Regions from separate parts of the Mus musculus genome. Here region 1 is linked to region 2. Evidence: chromatin contacts called from public HiChIP or PLAC-seq data. All regions are on one chromosome and are shown on one strand. The core of a region is the stretch at or near the end of the contact, and the rest is flanking DNA. Distances in the headings are between cores, read along the strand shown. Region 1 overlaps Tubgcp3 (tubulin, gamma complex associated protein 3). Region 2 overlaps Arhgef7 (Rho guanine nucleotide exchange factor (GEF7)).

What was found. HiChIP or PLAC-seq counts read pairs in DNA pulled down with a chosen protein or histone mark.
Region 1: an H3K27ac HiChIP or PLAC-seq map of oligodendrocyte precursor cells shows a contact between it and region 2, with 12 times the contacts expected there. The contact joins two enhancer-like sites. A contact is called at or near these places in 3 of 115 datasets of contacts at active chromatin or transcription factors (astrocytes, embryonic stem cells and oligodendrocyte precursor cells).

The regions. Positions count from the first base shown.
Region 1 is chr8:12,642,678-12,646,019 of GRCm38.p6, forward strand. The region is part of intron 11 of Tubgcp3 (tubulin, gamma complex associated protein 3); the gene reads right to left. Among named protein-coding and RNA genes, the nearest start is that of Tubgcp3, 28 kb to the right of the region's middle. Within about 2 kb of position 1,759, at least 11 of the 459 cell types and tissues checked have an H3K27ac peak or open chromatin away from gene starts, as enhancers often do. A contact at or near this core is called in oligodendrocyte precursor cells, where this site is marked.
Region 2 is chr8:11,768,396-11,772,190 of GRCm38.p6, forward strand. The region is part of intron 2 of Arhgef7 (Rho guanine nucleotide exchange factor (GEF7)); the gene reads left to right. Among named protein-coding and RNA genes, the nearest start is that of Arhgef7, 42 kb to the left of the region's middle. Within about 2 kb of position 2,501, at least 14 of the 459 cell types and tissues checked have an H3K27ac peak or open chromatin away from gene starts, as enhancers often do. A contact at or near this core is called in oligodendrocyte precursor cells, where this site is marked.

The sequences.
Region 1 (3,342 bases), core at 509-3,008, 870 kb after region 2:
TTGAGTTGTATATATAGACAATATTACAATCGATGAATAAAGCCAGTGTTGTTGGGAAAAATGTCAAAAAAAAAGCAAGTGAATATGACAATGATCTATAATAATCATGTAACCATTAAAAATAAAGTTTCTTACTGTGTAACAGATTTCCAAGAACTTGAAGACAAATACTAATCTTTTCAGGAAAAACAAGATGCAAGTTTACATTTACAAATATAGGACATAGTAATAGCTAGTCAGGATTTCAAAGAAACTTTATAATAAGAACTTGATGAAGAATAACTTAATGTCAGAAAGTGACACTCATCATTTACTTCCAAGAAAAGCTGAGGAATGACGTGGCACACACGCAGCACAGCTGAAACTAAGCACACACAGTATACTCACTCATGATCAGACGTCTAACTCTCTCTGCCAGATCTGCACAGACAATCAAAACCTTTAAACTGCACAAATGTGTAACTCGGAAAAGCTTTAATAATTGATACCAGCTAAACATTTTGCTGGTTTTGTTGTTTTAGATAGCATCACTCTCTCAGAGTGGTTACCACGTGTTCTGCAGAAATCCACTGCGAGATGCCTGTCAGTTACAATGAGGTCTCACCCATGTTTTTGAAGGCCAAGCTTTTGAATGCTGACATTCTTGTGACCAGAAAGAAGGGATCATTTGTTACTAACTAACTAATCTAACTTATACTCTTGTTCTATGCTACCTTTCCAACTTAAAATATATAACAAAGGCAGTTTGAGGAAACAGACACTGTTATCATGCAGCTATCATGCAGCACATACTGAGAGAAACAAGAAAATGCTATAAACCCACCATAAGCATCTCCCTGGTTACCTCACTGTGCCACAACTGCCCTTTGGCTTGCCATTCAACAGATTTAGATTAATTGCATATAAATTATATTCCTCTGTTATTCACTTAACCACAAGAGCTAGTTTATATAGACAGAACACCAATTTATCCTGATAGTTTGCAGCTGGGTTTCTATCAGTGTGAACAATAAGAAATTTTAATTTAAATTATTAAAAACCTCCCAGACAATTCAGTAATCTTTGGAAGTCACAAACACAGTGTTTCATCTGGGGCACAGGAGCGTGCAATCAGTCTACGAGCAGCTAGTGGTGAGCACAAAGGGTGTGCTCATCTTTAGAGTATAATGCCCCCTGTGAGATATACATGTGGCAGAGGAAAACCAAGGTCATAGTATAATTGCAATGAGCCTGCACTGTATTGATGCATTCCCCCTCAAGGTCCTTCAATTTCTACCATTATGTCAATCACAGAAAGAATCTAGGCAAAAAAATAAAACGTCATTGTACCGATTTCTCATTAACTGCTAGACAACCGTGCACTCCCCGCCCTACAACAGGAGCAGAGGGGAGATGTCCTTAGCATGCAGCTTAGTGTCTAGGAATGAGATCTGTCAGCAGAGCAGACGCTCCCACAGCTCCTCCCTGCAACAGCACCCGGACTCCAGCTTAGTGCCTAAAATGCTCACAGCCCTTCAAAGGGCGGAGTCCAGTCAGCTTCCTTATACCACGAAGGTCGTGGACCAGGTAAACACTCACTTTACAGTTTTCAAAGGGCACTGGGCTGGAGCTGCGCTGGCTAAATTCATCCCTAAGTATTTCAGGATATGAGTATAGCTGCTTTCTTTATTTTCTATTGGCAGCATTTACTGAGCATAGAGGAACAAGGGGTTTTTGTCCCTGCCTGGCAGTCCGCTAGTCTGAGAACTTAGTGCAATGCGCAGGTGCACCCCCTTCCCGACTATCTCTATACAGTGCACACTGGGCTTTCTTTCTGTTAAGATCATGTCATCTAGGATGGGCTAAGCGTACTTCTTCCTGGTTTTTCTACCAGATTGGACTCCTCTCCGTTCCTGTCTTGCCAGCGTGAGCACACTGCTGAGAAGGAGAGATAACAGTGTAACGTTGTCTCCTTCTTCATCCAGAGACAAGGCGGACTGCCTCTCACCAGTCACAGACAGTAGCTGTCCCAAAGCTTGAGATCCTTTCTGGTGAAGGTTACAGTATTTTAACACTGAATTGTGCTAAATGTCAACAGACAATTCTTACCAACAAAGTAGACTGTGTCCCTAAACTCTTATCATGCCAACCACGATGGTAGACTATGGTCCACACCTATGTGATTCCTGGGATAAAACCCCTTTTGATAACAATGTTTTCAATATGTGGAATTCTAAATTTTGCTTCCTAGTATTAACTGGGGGCTTTCCACATCTACAGTCCTAAGAGAAGTGGTCACACATTTGTCTCGTGTGCTACTACAATGACCTCATAAGATGAACTTAAATGTTCCTTCCTGTTGTACTTTGTTAAGTTTGAGAAGGCTTGGTGGCGACTCTGTAGCTGTCTGGTTAGAACTATCTCACCACGGCCTTGCCTCACAAATTATCTTAACTGCTGACAGATCCACTGACCTGCCGGAGGCCTCAGCACGGCCCTGCTTCTTCATGAATCTGCAGGCTGGGAACTCTCACGGTTTACTTAACAGGAACCTCTCTCTTTTTTCTCCATTTCTGCAAGACACTCTCAATGGTGGCAGAATTCCCAGTGGTGTTACGCTAAGCACCCACCACCTGCTGGCCTTCTCGTGAAAGGGCAGTTGCTGAAGTTCTCATCTGCTGCTGTGGGACTTTCCCCGACTTTGGCTCTCTGCAGTTCTGCTAGGACATGTCTCCTTGTACTTGCTAAAGCAGCACAAGAAAGGAAGGAGCTAGAGAAAGCACCCAAGGAGCTGAAGGGGTCCGCAACCCTATAGGTGGAACAACAATATGAACCAACCAGTACCCCCAGAGCTTGTGTCTCTAGCTGCATATGGAGCAGAAGATGGCCTAGTCGGCCATCATTGGGAAGAGAGGCCCCTTGCTCTTTCAAACTTTATATGCCCCAGTACAGGGGACCGCCAGGGCCAGGAAGCAGGAGTGGGTGGGTTGGGGAGCAGGGTGGGGGAGGGTATAGGGAACTTTTGGGATAGCATTTGAAATGTAAATGAAGAAAATAGCCAATAAAAAAAGAAGAAGAAAAGGCAGGCAGGCTTACTCGGTCTCATGTTTCGTAGGCTGCATCTACAGTAGGGAAGGAGGCAGAGCAGAGAATGCTGCCTCCACTGGCTCTCTGTCCTCTCTAGTTGAGCCTGCATCCCCAGCCGGCCTCTGGGATGCTGCTACATCCCAGGTAGGTGTAGCCTCCTAACTAATCCCCGCTGGGCTCTTTTGCTCAGGCACAGTCAGGTGCCTGGGCTTTACCAGGCGCTTCTCAGGCTACCCAGGCTGACTGCCAACACTGACCACAGGAGTCAGTTCTTTT
Region 2 (3,795 bases), core at 1,251-3,750:
GGCTGGCTTTTGCTATCTCTGGGCCATGCCCATGGCCTCTTTAGAGTTGAGTTCTTGGTCTTCTGTCTTAGTGCTGGGTGATGAATGAGCTGTTCACATGTGTTGCTGTAATTCTGCTTTTTGTTTTTGAAGTCTGCAGGATAGTATCTGTCCTTGGAAAGTTGTGCATAGCATGAAAACTCTCCATTCGATGGGCTTTCCCCCCAACTTGTTTCCTGCCTCCTCTCTATGCTCATGACAGGATGGCTCACAGGGTCTCTAGCCCAGTGCTCTGCTGTCCTGGGCCTGTCACTTCTGCCACTCTCCTGCCTAGCTGACCCAGGGAAATGTGTTGGGCCTATCCAAGAGTTGGCCTTAGAGGGCTGGTCTCTAACAGCATCACCTTGTCTCGACTTCTGTGTGCTCTTGGACCTGCACTTCTAGTAGTGTCCAACTGCTGGAGATGCCTGTAATGACAACTGACTCACCTTCCATGCGGGACTAACCTGTGCTAGGAGTTGTAGCTTCACAGGTGTCGACTTATTGACACTCCTACCAGTTCTTGTGAAGTGTCATTAGTGCCAGCAACCATCGTGCCTTGTTTCTTTGCTTGGAGAACCTGCCTTCTGTCTCATTTTCAGAGTTGTCATCGATTCGGTGAAAACTCTCCAGTGCCATGCTTCCTCCTTTCTGGGTGCTCCGGCCTGTCTGCTTGCCTGTGGCTCCTTTGAGCTTCTGTCATTGCTTGTGGACCACTAAGCAGACATTTGTTGAACTAGAAAAACTTCCCAAAGTGTCCCCCAGAGGCCTTGGGGGAACCCTTAGGGGGCTCATGGGGTGACCAACCAGGGGACTTGGGGTACTTGTCAGAGTCCTTAGGCATCCTTCAAGAACTATGGGGCCCATCCAGGGCCTTAGGTTGTTATTTAAGACAAATAGCAGATGTAGCGTGATTTAAATATTCTGTTGTTACAAATTAATGCTGGAAATTATTAATACACCAGCAGTTAGCTTTTTAGGCAGCTATTTTCAAAATAAAAGACACAAGAGACCTTTAACATTTATCACAAACCTTATAGCATTAGAGCTGGGCAGATGTTGACCTTCTAAGCTGTTTTTTCTGTTTCCCTGTCAAAATTCCTGAGCGATCACTTGCCATATGTCCCTTCAGGCTGCTTCTGCTCCACCAGGCCAGCCCTCATGGTCATATGCTCATGGTCCATGCTACCCCATGGTCCATGCTACCCCATGGTCCATGCTACCCCATGGCTGCTCCTCCTTTCTCCTCCTGGTTCTCTTCATGGCCCTACCAGAGACTCCAAGCCTGGGAACGGAAGCTCCGCTTACCTCTCTGACCAGCAACTTTTATTAATTAACCTATCAGGGATAACTTGCAGGCAAGGTTTACACAACAAAAGCTGGTGTGTGTGTGTGTGTGTGTGTGTGTGTGTGTGTGTGTGTGAATTTGCTTGTCTTGGGCAACCAGATCTTAGGATACAGTATTTAGTATTTGAATGCATAATAGCGCTAGACCATCCCCAACAAGCAGGGGCTGAGTTGTGTGCCCTGTCTGTGTTACCTCAGTCTCTCTCCTCTTCTCTCCCATACATATCTTTATTTCATCCTCAGAACTACAGAATTTTTGTTTGGCCCTTTCAAAGCCTTGCTGCATAAACTGTTGCAGATGAAGTGTAGTAGGATAGTAGCCGTTGTGTCCCTCCCTGTGTCGGATGGTCTATGTGAACTCTGACTTGCATGGGTGCTGTTAGCTTAGTCCTGACATATGGGGGTCAGTTTGAGAGGACAGATGGCTGATAGATGGCTCCGTGCCACCTGCTGGCTGGTACTGACTCCTGGTTTTAGTGCTGGTTTCCTTATGGCGAAGCTCAGTGGAAGGATGCCCAGCTCCTAGAGACTTAGACGAGGTAGAAGTTTCAGAGTTAGAGGACCCTGAGCTGAGCTAGTAGGAATGGTACCCTGCATGTTCCTTCAGTTCTAGGGGAAGAAAAACTGAGGCGGTCCCTGGGCAGCCGCAGGACTGAGGGTCACACACTGTGCATCCATTTTCTCTGGTCTGTATGTTTCTGCTCTGGGGTGATGAAGAATGCCCAGAGCCATTTCAGGTTCTGTGCAGGGGCAAGTTGTTCCATTAGTCCTCACAGTGGGAGGCTTGAGGGATCCTGGGAAGGGCTGTATGTGAAAGTGAAGGAGTCTACAAAGAGCTCTACACTGCCATCCTGGTGTCCAGTGGGTGGACATTGGGCAGTTACTGGCTTGGGGTAGGTTCTGATGTGCCCTTTGAAGAGATGGCGAGGTTGTACCTCTGAGCCGCCAGGTGAGAGTGCAAGTTACAGGCCAGACTGTGGTTGTCACCTGCTGCGAGCTGGGTGGCTTGTATGGACTGACTCATTTGACCATGTGGGTCTGGGAAGCTTGCTGGGAAACCCTTTCTTAGTCTCAGTGCCCCAGGGCCAGAGCAGGAAGAGGAGCAGACGCTGTACGTGAAGTGTGCTTTACCCTGCCTACAGTTGTTCTGTATCAAGGGTGCTTTATCCTCCGTTCACAGTTGGCCAGACAGTGGGAAAGGCATCACTGACATTTGTGCTTTTATTTTCTCCCCAGTCCTTGTGGACAATGAAACAGTGACAGTCATGACAGATGAGTGGCTGTGGAATGAAGGTTGAGATGCACAGGCCTGGCCGAGAGTGGTGGGAGAGAGGGAGGGACTGCTGTTGCACTCTGTGTGCAGGAATCTTGCCTGCAGTTACTCACACAGTGCTGGGGATGGGACCCAGAGCTTTGCACCAGCTGGGTAGATGCCGTGTCGCTGAATTAGGTGCTCGCCCCCTCCTATGTCTAGTGAAACAGGTTTCTTTCTGGCTGTCCTTTAGCCATCTTTCTGATTTCTTTTGAAAACAGATCCAGAAATAGAGGCCATTGTCTGCTTGGATGTTACATTCCTCTCTTCTCTTGACGCTGTTTGTCCTGCATCTTTGTGTCTTTGAGAACCCTTTGCATTCTGGGAACCAGCAGAGGACAGGTTCCTACTGAATAAGTAAAACAAAACCCAAGCCTTTGCACTGTGTTTGGATGTGAAGTCTATATATACTGAGTATGTGTTAAAAGTAAAATTACCCAGAATATGTATTTCTGCCTAAATTTATATTAGGCTTTATTGGTGTTTTCTCTCGTAACTGTTCCTTCTTCCATGGTGTGCCTTTGATTCCGGGGGCCTGTACTACTCTGCTTCCTGGGGAATGATCCTCTTATTCCTCTGGACGGACTTACAGGGAAGGGGGCTCATGCCCTCCTGGGCTTCAGTGTGGGAGCATTGCAGACACACTCTCAGGTCTTGGAAACAGCTGATGAGTTTGGTATTTGGAGCTGGCCAGCTCATCTGTTGAACTTTGATTTGCTGAGGGCATGGATGGCACCTGTTACCCAGTCGGGGAGGGAACAGCTGACTTCCCAGGAGAACAGAAGATGGGAAGTCTTGGTAGCCAAGAGCAGGTATGAGAAACAACGTCTCTCCAGCCATAGTCCCACAGATCTGAGCCTACCTGCCTACGGTTGTGTAGATCGTAGGGCTGTGAACTTTGAAGTTGAGTCTCTGGGGAGGGCCATTGGGCCTTTTAAGATTGCTCACTGCTGCCTGTAGCTGGAGAATGGCTGCTTTCGTTTCCCTACCTCAAGGTTAGGGTGGTGAGTGGGTTCTAGAGAGCTTCCTGACCTGTTCTCCCGGGAGTGTTTCTTATATGGGAAACTGTGTGGAAGGCCACCATAGAAAACACCCTGGGTCCAGGACTGATACTTCTC